Linked DNA regions of Triticum aestivum: all the other regions are linked to region 3. The links are chromatin contacts, called in public Hi-C maps. All regions are on one chromosome and are shown on one strand. The core of a region is the stretch at or near the end of the contact, and the rest is flanking DNA. Distances in the headings are between cores, read along the strand shown. Region 1 holds the start of LOC123182216 (synaptojanin-1). Region 2 holds the start of LOC123182215 (phosphatidylinositol:ceramide inositolphosphotransferase). Region 3 has its middle 170 kb from the start of LOC123182215.

Region 1 (3,872 bases), core at 441-2,940, 200 kb before region 3:
GTTGGCGGTGCGGGGATCTCCGGCGTTCGGTTCGCAGAGATTCACAGGATTCCGAGAGCCCGCTCCGGTGGCGCCAGCAGTCCGATGACAGTGGGGTCCGGCCTTTACCTAAAAAAAAAGGTGGGGTCCGGCCTAAGCAACTGGCCGGCGCTGCACATCGTACTACTACAGTTTCCCGTTTGCCTCTGTCCTTCTTATCCAGAGTTGTCAAAAGAGTGAGCTCTCAGCATATAGGAGTATCATTTTTCTTTGAAAAAACTGAGTCCTCTCTCTAATTCATGTATTAATTAATATGGATCGGACGAGTAGCATTTTTCTGGTTATATGTGAAAAAGCCTAAAAAATTAGGCCACCAAGCGGCGGATGGGCACTCGTCGCCGGCCGACCGCCGCACCGCTACGACAGCGCCGGGTCGGGTTACCGAGTCACGTCCATTCCGGCGCCGCCATGAACCGCCGGGCCAGTACCACGACCACCAGTACAGTACTGCTGTCTCGCGCAAGTACGTACCTTCCACCGGATCGCATCGGCCGCCCACTTCACTTCACTTCACTTTACAGCGGCAGGTTACCGGGCGCGCGCCGTGTATTTCCACTGGGTCTGGGTGCAGCTCAGCATTTGGCCAGTTTTCTACTCGAGCCCGTACCCGACATCACGCCATCGACCCACGCCCTTTCCCTTTTCCACTCCGTATACCACACCCGCCTTTAAAGCGCCCGCGACTTTAATGCGCTGCAGCAGTACAAAGAACACAACTTAAATTCCCAAAGCCTATGTACAGAAATCTCGAGAGGATGCAATTCTCGTGACCGCATCGCAAAAACTCCCGCCGCTTCTTTACTCCCGCCCAATTTAATGGCCTGAAACCCAACCTCGGCTGAGGCAGAGCAGTTGCACTTGCGGCACTGGCCGGCCGCCCGGCAGGCACTCCACTGCACTGGTTTAGGTTTAGGTCAGTGCCTGACGAAGACACTGCACTGCACTGGTTTAGGTTTCGGTCAGTGCCTAACGAAGACAGAAATTTTGCCTTTCCCGCTATTCTGATTTTGGTCGTAGAGTGGGTTCAGCTACCGTTTAACAATCTGGCGAGCGGGTGAAATGCCATTGACATGGCGCACATAATAAATGTAATAGTAATATAACCTAGAATACAATATAAGATTTTTTTGAGAAAACTTCCAATCTATTCATCTTCAATCATGGTAATACAGAGGACATCAGAAATAATAAAAATTATATCCAGGTCCGTAAACCATCTAGTGATGACTATAAGCACTGAAGCGAGCCGAAGACGCAGCGCCGTCAACATCCCTTCCTCGCCAGAGTCGGGCAAAACTTGTTATAGTAGAACGATAGATTACAGCAGCCAGAGTGCAAAATGGTCCGTGCAATAAATCGGAGCACAATTCATAATCTAAATAGAATTGTGTAGAAGAAAAAGTTCGGAGCACAATTCACTCTCAAGAAAAAAGTCGGAATATACTTTAGAAATTGTGCACAGACGAGGTATGCGAGTTGAGCGTACCGTGCTACGGTTCACACACACCGTCACAGGCACAGCTCACTCCACTCACAAATGCACGGCAGGTTAATAAAAAAGAAATGAGACCTCCTTAATGAAGGAAAAAAGTTGTTTCCCCACAAACCTCGCCGCTGGCCTCTCTTTTATAAACCCAACGGGGGGAGAGAGAGGGTGAGCAGCATTTGCAACCCCAGCTCAAACCCATCAACATTCCCCTCTCCTCTCCTTCTCCGTCCCACGACCCCCAACCTCTTTCCGCTGATAAGCACAGCACTCCTCTGCCTTTCATTCGACGGACGGCCTTCTCGCTCAGATTGCCCGGACGACGATTCTTCACGGTGGAGCAAATGGCGGTGGAGTGGTCGGACGGCGGCGAGGAGTTCCTGCTTCCCGACGAGTTCTTGGACGACGACTTCTTCTCCGAGGAGGAGAAGGCCGCGGTGGCCGCGCGGAGCGAGAGTGATGAGGAAGACAGCTTGGCCGGCCTCTCGCGCCGCCTAGCCGGCCTCCTCGGCGGCGACAAACTCGCCGTCACGCCTGCCAAGGTTGGTTTCTTGTTCCTTCAATCTTTCTGTTCGCGTGGTTCGTTATGCGTTGTACCTGCGCCGGTTCCTGATTGTTCGCTTCGTTCTTTGGCAGGAGGAGGTGACTGCGGGGTCGCCGAAGTCGACGCTGTGTGGGCTGCCTAAGTCGGGCCAGGAGAGCCCCAACAGCGGCGCGTCCCAGGGGAACTCGCCGCCGTCGTCCCCGCTGGAGCAGCAGCCGGCAGACCCGTGGGACGTCCTCTACGAGGCTGCCTGGCAGGTCAACAGCATCCCGGCGCCGGGCCACCCCTACGTCTTGCACGGCCGCGGTGGCTTCGTGCCGCCTGCGCGGAAGGCCTCGCCTCCGCCGCCGCCGCCTCACGTGCCTGCGCCGGCCGGCACGGCCGCGGGCGGCGTGTACTACCACCCTTTCGCGCACCTCATCACGCAGCGCCAGATACAGGCTGCCAGGGTGAGATTTCAGTTGCATGGCGCTCTTCTTTGCGTCTCCTACCTGAAGATTTCTTGTTCTTAACATCTGCGTTTGTTTTTGTGTTCTGCAGTTTCATCTCCTCAAACAGCAGCAGCTCTTCAAGCAGCAGAGGGACCGGCAGCTGGCCGCGGCCGCCGCATGGGGCGTGCGCCGTAACGCGGCAGCCAAGAGGGCCGGCGCCGCTCCTATCGACCTGAGCCCGGCGTCGTTCCCGCCGCTGCTGAAGACGCAGCTGCAGCACACGCCTGCACCCCATCCCACCCATCCCGCCGCCGCCGGCATGCGGGCCGTGTTCCTCACGCCGCCCGGTGCCAAGCGCGAGCGCAACGGCACCGGCGTCTTCCTCCCGCGCCCGGCCGGCGCCCCCGCGGAGCCCAGGAAGAAGTCTGGTGCGTGTGTCCCTCGTAACACCTGTTTTGGCCGTTCTGGTTGTTGATTACCGGGGCTGGCGTTCGTCGTTGGTGGCTAAATATTCTCCCCGTTTGGTGTCTTTCGCGTCATTGCAGGCTGCTCGACGGTTCTTGTCCCCGCCCGTGTCGTGCATGCTCTGAATCTCAACCTGGACGACCTCGGCGCCCAGCCTCGCTACGCCGGCGGCATCGTTCTTGATCATGGTAAGCATCTCGTCCGGAACATAGCTTATGGTGTTAATTAATGGCAAGTTAATCTGACAGCGAGCTCTGTTGGTGCACAGAGGCCTTGATCAGTCGGAGCAACGCCATGCTCGCAAGCCAGAAGATGCGGGCTGCGGAGAGCTCGGCGCCGCCGGCGCTCTGCCACAGTTCGTGAACCCAGTCGCCCGCCGGAACAATCCGTGTTCTTGGCCCCATTTAATTTCAAAAATAAAAATTAGTACCAGCAGTGATCTGTATTAGGTTGTAGTAGCACTAGTAATAGAAGTAGTAGTAGCGTCAGTTTTAGCAGGTGTGTATTTTGGATTGGTGACACATTGGTTTTGGGGTGCCGGCGATAAGCGGTGGAGATGGATGAACAAGCAAGAGATCCATGTCTAGTAGTAGTAGTTGGTTTGTTAGAAGCAATAAGTGGGTCTCTTTCGGAGGCGAGAGAGATGTTTTAGCTGTTTGTAGCAAGCGCTAGAGATGATAATGTTGGAGTGAAATGAGGCTAATCTTGAAGAAGCAGAAATAAAAGGCCCATGTTATCTCTCCGTCTCCGTCCATGGCTTTGCCGCTTTGGCAAGGAGCCCCAGCGCACATCCAGCTAAGGTTTCCCTCTCTGTTCCCCCCTTTTGCAGCCTTTTGCTTGCGCCTGAAGCTTTGCCGTGGGCTCCATGAATAAGGGCGTTCGTTGTGTAATGACGAGAAATAAAATT
Region 2 (4,094 bases), core at 1,248-3,747, 170 kb after region 3:
TGTTTGTATGGATCTAGGGGGTTAAATATGAGAGACTCAGATGCATAGCACTAAGTATGAGGTGTGACTCGTAAGAACCTGCGGACGCGCCCGGTCGTGTCCGCGTGCGTTTGAGGAGCCGGATCTTTCAAGTCCCGTTGTAGATGCTCCCACCGTATGACCGCAAATTATATGTCATAGTTCATTTGCTGTTCTGACACATGTACATATATTGTACAGAGTTTTTCTTGAGGGGGTATATTCGGCGGACTACCACATTTTATGAGATGAAAGAGATCGTTGAATCTTTCGAGGGGTTCAAGTTTCTTTTCGTTCGTCGTCAAGCTAATGAGGTGGCTCATATAGTTCCGCTAAAGCTTTAAATTTTGATGTTTCTGTAATGAACTTTGATGTAATGTCTGGCTTCCTGACATGCATTTTGCGGCTAGATATGCCTTGGCCAATTGAATAAAGTGTCATAGGGCGAAGAGTTAAAAAACTAACGTCTAACAGGTTGCGATTTTTGTTTATGTAAACAAGCGTAATAACTTTTTTCAGTTGAAAAGGGTTAAACCACTCAAAACCTTTTTTCAAGATAATATAAATCATAATTACACCCAATAAAAATTGTCGAGGGCACGGCCCTTACAAGACCAGCATTACTAAAGCCGGAAATTAAACATAGGGCATGTGTAATGGCGAAGCTACGGCCCAGCAAGCCCGTGCTATGGCCCGCCCAACCCATTAAAGTCCCAATAGGATATGAGAGCAAATAATTGGCCCCTGAGAGTTAACTTGTTGGTCTTCCCTTCAATTTGGCCAGCACGGCTTTTCAAGTGTAGCATTGCTATTGGTCTAGGGTTATACCGACGTCGTCTTACTCATGCACTTAGCGGCGTCACCTAGTGAGCAAAGCTTGATACCGCCTCTGGATCGGAACACCCTAGAAGCCAAGGCTGCGACATAGCAGCCGAGAAGTGTTGGTCGAAGCCATAAGAAGTTGAGAATGGCGTACTAAGGACCAGATTGTTGTCCTAGAGAAGAAGACGATGAAGGGGGTTGGACAACCATCCCTCGTCTACCAGACAGAACCAGGGAGGCCTTACCTCACTAAATTCTTGATGCCGCCGAAGGCCGAATGTGCATCGTCGAAGGGAGAAGAAAATCAGAAGACCAAAACACTGTTCGTTGACGTCCACTTCGCCAAACAACGTTGTCTAAGACCACCTAGAATAAACATGGACAAAAAGTGAGGCACACGACCTGACCCTGACCGAAACTCCATACGCTGTCCGCTGACACCAATCATCATCACCCGGACGAGGACATGAAGGGAAGAACTTATTCCGTGTTGTGGATAACACCATCACCTTGCCAGCACCAGTTAGACACCTAGACTGAGCCATAACAAAAGTTAGGGTGACCCAAACACCACCTCAAACTAGGGTTTCCTGCACCTCGTTCTGCTAGAAGGCGTCTGGAGGCAAGGAGGACCAGTGGCGGCGACACTTATGCAGAAACCCTAGCCGCCTTTCTTTGGAGAGAGGTGGGAGACGATAGAAGAAAACATTGTACAACATAAGCTAAGAGAGTAACTCGGTGCAAACCTTTTGCTACGACATTATGCTGTAAATTGAACTCGGACTTTTTTTACAGAAACAACTTTCGATTCGAAGGCGCGCCACCATCACCGGTCCTCTTTCATCAGAGCCGGGAAAACCTCGTTGTAGTAGAGAGTCGGGGAGTCGTCAAGATAAGGTCCCAAAGAACCAACGCACCAGAACAACAACCACCGTCGATCAAGAGAAGCGTAGATCAGAAGAATTCAACATGTAGACACATGAACACACACTAACAAAGACTGGATTCAAGCAGATCCACCGAAGACAAACACTGATAAAATCTCGTGAGATTCGTCGGAGACACACCTCCACATGCCCTCTTACAATGCGAGGGGCATCACCGGGGCGGGGGCGAGGCGAAGAGAACCTTATTTCATCTTAGGATGTCGCCGCTGCCTCACCTTCACGAGCAGAACACAAACCCTAATCAAACTAAAAAAAACACCTAAAATCAAAGTGTGAGCCCTCCCACCGGCATGGGTCGGGATCCACCGCGCCTCCATGATTCTAAGGCCACAGGAGATGAGGCGGATCGGCAGTGACACCAATCGAGAGGCAGGAAACCCTAAACACCTAGTAGAAGCCTCCTTCTTTCTAGGGGGAAAGAAAACGACAATCCATAACTGAACCTGGATTTAATACCACTGTTTTTGAAAAGTTGTAAAGCTACACAAACAAGCTCCATTGAAACTTTCAAACTGGAAAGCCCGTCGCCGCGGCGGTCTCTCTCCGGGAAAAGAAGAAAGAAAAGCCACGGGCAGGCCAATATCACGTGCCCTCGCCATTTTTAACTAGACCGTGCCAAAAGGCGGTTGGAAAACTCCACGAGGCCACGACCCCCATCATCCCTCCCCCACCTCCGGCCCGCCTTTTCCCCATAAACCCCCTCGCTCTCCCGCATTTCACAAACTCATCATTATCTCGTTTCCCTTGATCTCCTCTCTTGAACTCCCTGCCGACTCCCAACTCCTCTCCCCCAGCCCCAGGTCTCACGCCGCCGGTCGCCGCCCTCCCGCCTCCGCCGCCCGCGAGATCCACAGAGCGACGGACTTTCAGCCTCCCCCATCCGGCCGTCTGCCTGCCGGAGGACTGGAGCCAGATTGCTGGTCCCGTCCCGTCCCCCCCTGCCTAGCGCCGTTCTCTGCTCCAGTCAACCGGCGACCCCTCCCGCGGACGCGGCAGGCCGAGGCGTGATGTGCGGATCGGAGCATGGACGTGATCGCCTCGCCCAGTAGAAGCTGCAGCAGCCGTCGTGGGAGCAGGGTGTGCGCCGTCTACTGCCATGACGATCTACCTAGCTCGGGAGGCTTCCAAGGTCTCCTCTCCGCTGGATTCGGCGATGCCTTCTGCCGCCTCCACCGCGTGTGCTTTTTTTGGTAGCTGCGAGGATTCACAATCCCTTCTTTTTGGGCTGTACAGGTATGGAGGAAGGTGTGCGCGGAGACGACGACCGAGCTGCCGCTACTTCGCGAGAAGTGGCCGCTACTCCTCGCTGGGATTGTGTTTCAGGTGAGCGCGCCCCGATCCAGCATCCCAGTCTACGTCGTGTGTGTGAACTTATTAATTTCGTTGTGGCTAGTGGTGCGCGTTTCAGTATTTAATAATGGCCTGTTAATATGGGTACTTGTCATAACAAATTTGCCCCTTTTGGTAACTTTCCTGCATTATCTAATTATTAATCTCGTTTCTTCCCTGGAATTGGGACGCCCTTAGGTTTGCAGGTTGTTAAGCATTTGTAGCAGTGTTTCCTGTTGCAGATTAGACTACATTCTAGCAGCTTTGCTGATCGGCAGAAAAATAGAGGGGAAATTTCTCTATGGAAACTGTTTTGCACCCACACATACGCCCTTTGAAGGACATATGCATTGGAAATATTTACCTTTTTACTGTTTAGTTTGAACCGCTGATACGATTCTTATGATCTGGTACGCCCCTGATAATTTGTCGCTTGCGTGTATGGCGGGAATAATTGATCGTCGAATAGTATAATGAGCGCGGGTAAGCATTTTGTTCAAATGTTTGTCGCTGCTGGAGCAGCATTGTTATGCGATTTATGTCGTGTTGTAGAGATGAATTGTCGTGTTCTGCATCGTTCTATAACTTATATGCATGGATAATATTCGGTTTGTCGACTTGCTGTCCTCTCTAGGTCATTCTCAAAATTAATTTAGATTTATGTTCCTGTAAAAAAACGCCTGGCATTGTGCATAGAAAATTAATCCTGCTCTGTATGTTGTGAATGTTCCATCGGGCTTTACCTTCTTCTCTGTGATTGCATTCGTTGAACCCTCCTTTAGTGTCAACAAGTTCTGCTGGTGTGTTCACAAGCTGCATATGTCTGCCAGAACCAGAATCATATCAAGTAACCTGCTTTGAGCATGCTCGGACTAACACAATTCCCATTGGTTAATATTTGTTTCTTCCCTTAGACTCCACTTACTATCTTTTCCTTTTTTAGTGTGATGGACATTTCATTATTGTCCACTTCAAATT
Region 3 (4,153 bases), core at 689-3,188:
GCGGTCTGACTTTGCGTCGGGGCGGCGGCCCCGAGAGAATCACTATAGGTGTCAGTTTTTAAGACCATACTTCTTGGCCTTTCCTTACTTTTTTTATGTCATGGTGTGTATAGGCTACTTGTGCGTGCATTTTCGATGCTTTGTCAGTTGTTGTTGTCGTTGTTGTTATTGCTGTTGTGCCCAAGTTTATTTACTAGTGTCAGCTTAACACATTAATATTATTTTGACTCTCTACCTCCGTCCTAATTTATTGGTCCCCTTCGTATTTTGTGTTAAATTTTGACTATAAATTTAACTAACAAAATATTAATGCATGTCATAAAAAATAATATCATCAAAAACTATGTTCAAATACGAATTCAATGATATAATTTTTCGTGACATGCATTAACATTTTATTAGTTAAATTTTTGGTCAAAATTTGACGAAATACAGAGGGGACCAATAAACCAGAACGAATGTAGTATTTTTGCGACCTGCGCATATTTTCCGACCCAGATGACATTTTTTTCCAGTTGACCAGAATGACACGCTGAGGGTGCAATCAAGGTTATCCATCTCGTTGCATCTACTACGCAATATCACGAGGGCATTCGGGGAACTGCTATTCCTGTTCGGCACTCCAATCCGGTGCAATGTATCGCTCCATTTTTATATGCACCGCTCCTTTTCGTGCATCGATCGTGTGCGGGCGGATGCAGTGAAACGCTCCCGAGTACGCAACAGTAACACGGACATACTATTATGGATTCACGGCCGACTGATGGGCAAATTGCCAAGTGGGCTTCCATCATATCACCTGTTCTCCGCTTATGTCACATGACTGGACTGGAGCGGCCTTCCGATCCTTGCGCTCTTGAAAGGCTGATAATAAAAACCATGGTGTGAGCTTTGCCACAACCAGAAAGGCAGATAAAAATCTTGTAGTTGGAGCAGGCATAGGCTAGAGTGTTTTAGCTCGCGCTCTTGATCTGATCCTCTCAAGACCGTTTTTAGCTTAAGTCCAACGGAACAGCCTGACGTTTGCCTCAGCGCGCACTCGCCCGCCACCGGCCGACGTTTCCCGCCGCATATTAATAACAGTTCTCGCATACACGCCCAGCGACGGCGACGTTTTTCATCCATTTTTCTGTTAGCACGTAGCTGTGGCGCCCGCTGTGGTTCACCCACCACACGTCCGTCTCAATAAATCTACCAGCAGGCCGCTGAAAGCCTTGCCGAAGTAGCTGCTGCCGTTTGGCAAGGCATCATGCAAATCAAACTGATAGTACGCGTAAATCAAACTGATAGTACGTGTGCATGAGAGATCTAGCGCCAGCAAGATCGCGGGCAGGACAGCTACCTGGCAAATGTCGCTTCGACATGGGTTGCACCCACCCCACCCGCGCATGTTAGGTTGGTCCATCTGGCGGGCAACCGAATTCTCCCGTGCAATTATGCGAGCACATTAAAACTGAACTTAAAACATCTCGCTCGCCGACGGGCGGGGCGTCGGTCGCCCTCACTGCGCGTACCGAGATCCAGTCCATGGACATGCTCTGCGTATGTGTTTTCTTCCATGTGACGCAAATGGAAAATAATCAATCAGATTGGGTAGCTTAACGACTTACTAGTACATACAGAGCTATCGTGGTACACTGGTACCACTGATGGTAACTTGGCCATAGTAGTTAAAAGTGTCTTGGTTGGTGATGGGTATGGTGGAGACAAATGTGCACTCCAACAGGAGCGGGGTAGGCGCCGACAAGGCAAAGAGAGAAGCTGGCTCCTACTCCCTCCGTTTCAAAATAGATGACCCAACTTTGTACAAGGTATCTGTCTGGATCTGGGCTTTGGCGGCATGACAGTTGGGTTCATCGCGGGTTTAGCTGTTGCTAGCTGTTGGACCAGCGCCAGCCGTGGGAACGGTGGCCATTTTTCTTCTTCTCAAAGACCGCAAGCCTGGGGGAGGGGACCGAGATGTCCATCTAGCTGTACCGCGAGACCCAGCAGAGAGAGATCCACGAACAGCTAGTACGATCTAGCGAGGCAACCAGTTAATTAACACTGCTGCCTTTCACTCGAGGACCCTCTGTCTGCAGGACCCCCTGCCTGTTGCGTGCGGTGACCGGGAAGAAAACCTAGAGCGGGATGGGCATAGGGGGTGATTCTTCTTTTGCTGCTCGTCTGTTTGGAGGGCGTATCAGCACGATACGACATGTTGTTTAAGGGGGCAGCTATGCGTACCCGGTGATTTATTTATGTCTCGGATGGTGATTTACTTTTGACAAAGTACTACTACTATAGTTAGAAGGTACTACTACCACTAGCAGTAGGATATGGTAACAAAGTACTAGCGGTACATAGGCATGGTACTTGTGTGAGTATTCACCTGTAAGTATTTTGATGAATGGTTATTGGCAGACCCTGTGAGGCCAGACTGTGATTTAGTACAATATAGTCAAACCTGCAGCAGTGTTGCGTGCATTTCCCCGTGATGTTAATTGAAGCGCTGTAGTTGGATTGCTGTTGCAATACATGGCGGCAAGCCGGCGCGGACACTGTGGTCTCGGCCGTTGAAAGATGAGACGGCGCTGTTTGCTATAGAAAAAAAATACTTCCTCCGTAAACTAATATAAGAGCGTTTAGATCACTATTTTAGTTGTCTAAACGCTCTTATATTAGAGGGAGTACTCCGCATGCCAGCAAGATCGCGCTGCAAGTTGGCTGTTGCTGAATACGGAGTACACGGACGGGCCAAGGGCTCCACTCCAGTGATGCACGCACCCACGCGGCCTGACGTGCGAATGGAACAAGACGCATCACAACGACATAAAATGATAAAAACTCCCCCTTCCCTCCCTCGCCGGCAGCAACCCGGGCGAACGGATCCAAATCCAAAACAAAACACCCTCGCCGCACTCAACAGAAGAGACGGCAGTGCCGCCCGGGCCCCCGATGGATGGATGGATGGATGTATCGAGCTAGAGTACAAGGCACGCGGAGGCTGGCGCGCCGACGGCACTTCCGGATTTAAGAAGCCACGCGCCTCGCATGTCCCGCCTCGGGCTGGCGTGCGGGCGTGCACGGGAGGACAGGAACGCTTCTGCTTCACGCCTCGGCCATCTCGATCGATCGATCGATTCCATCCATCGGCCGGCGCTTGCATTGCATGCAATTCCTCGTTGATTTCGGCGTCGCTTTCCGTGATGAGTGGCCGGTGCTCATCGCCGTTGGCGTAACATGCAGCGGCACTTCGCTGCAGTGCGTAGCTTCACGTCCAAGGATCGTGCTGCTGCGTTGGCCGGTGCTCGAGGATCGTGCAGTCCAGCGTGGGAGGGCGACGACGCGCGAGCCCAGGCCTGCCAGGAATCGGCCGATTTTTGTCTGGCAGCCACTACTACTTGAGAAAGGCCCACTCTGGATGGCAGTTTACGCTTGTCTGGTTCGAGTGTGCTCTGCTCCTAATTTTGGGATTCCGTCTCGTGCGCATCGAACGCCCTCCGTTGTCCGCTTCTGCACGAGTGTCCAGCTCCATCGATCCATGAAGAAACCCAAAACTGGAAGCCACACCACATCTAGCCGTCGAGCCAGATGAACAAGGCACCCGGGATCGGTGCTCCACTACGGGCGCGCCAGCATGCCGAGCGCATGCGTGCCTCTGTTGGACGCTCTCGTCGATTAGGTCGCCACCGCACGGCACTCACGGGCACGCCATGGCGCACAGGCCCGTGCTCGATCCGGGTGAGCACGCCGCGGGGTGGCTACTACACACAACGTACGAAGGCGCCACCGCCACGGAGCCAGAGGAGCTGCTGTCCGCGGCGCGCACCCCGGCGACCACGTACATGGACGCACAGTGCTACTGTGGCAAGGCATACTGCAGGCGGTATTGCAGCGTTTCGCTTTGGCGAGCGGCTTACAAACTTTGCGACCGAATTTGGAAAAGGTTAACATTTTTTTAATTCTGAATATTTTTTGACATTGCAACCAGATTTTGTAAAATATTGAACTTTTATTGAAATTCCAATTTTTTAAATAATGGATTTCTTTTGGAACAATAATAATATTTTTTTTTTCTTTGTAAAATTATTGGAACTTTAAAAAGTTTCTAAAATCCCAAAAAATGTGAGCAATTTTATAATAACATGAACTTTTTAAAAAATGATAGGTA

The links. Hi-C and Micro-C count contacts between places; a contact is called where the count stands out from the background.
Region 1: a Hi-C map of leaf shows a contact between it and region 3, with 5 times the contacts expected there. The contact joins the promoter of LOC123182216 here to the enhancer-like site in region 3. A contact is called at or near these places in 4 of 5 Hi-C or Micro-C datasets (leaf, root and an unstated tissue) and 1 of 1 datasets of contacts at active chromatin or transcription factors (leaf).
Region 2: a Hi-C map of an unstated tissue shows a contact between it and region 3, with 9 times the contacts expected there. The contact joins the promoter of LOC123182215 here to the enhancer-like site in region 3. A contact is called at or near these places in 4 of 5 Hi-C or Micro-C datasets (leaf, root and an unstated tissue).

The regions. Positions count from the first base shown.
Region 1 is chr1D:379,768,171-379,772,042 of IWGSC CS RefSeq v2.1, reverse strand. It overlaps LOC123182216 (synaptojanin-1), which reads left to right and starts at 1,690. Exons shown (of 5, transcript XM_044594718.1): 1 at 1,690-2,067; 2 at 2,162-2,518; 3 at 2,610-2,928; 4 at 3,046-3,153; 5 at 3,234-3,872. The coding sequence starts at 1,870. The coding sequence ends at 3,328.
Region 2 is chr1D:379,393,820-379,397,913 of IWGSC CS RefSeq v2.1, reverse strand. It overlaps LOC123182215 (phosphatidylinositol:ceramide inositolphosphotransferase), which reads left to right and starts at 2,497. Exons shown (of 12, transcript XM_044594716.1): 1 at 2,497-2,916; 2 at 3,021-3,110. The coding sequence starts at 2,884.
Region 3 is chr1D:379,567,761-379,571,913 of IWGSC CS RefSeq v2.1, reverse strand. No RefSeq gene overlaps it. Among protein-coding and RNA genes, the nearest start is that of LOC123182215, 170 kb to the right of the region's middle. Within about 2 kb of position 1,938, at least 5 of the 8 cell types and tissues checked have an H3K27ac peak or open chromatin away from gene starts, as enhancers often do.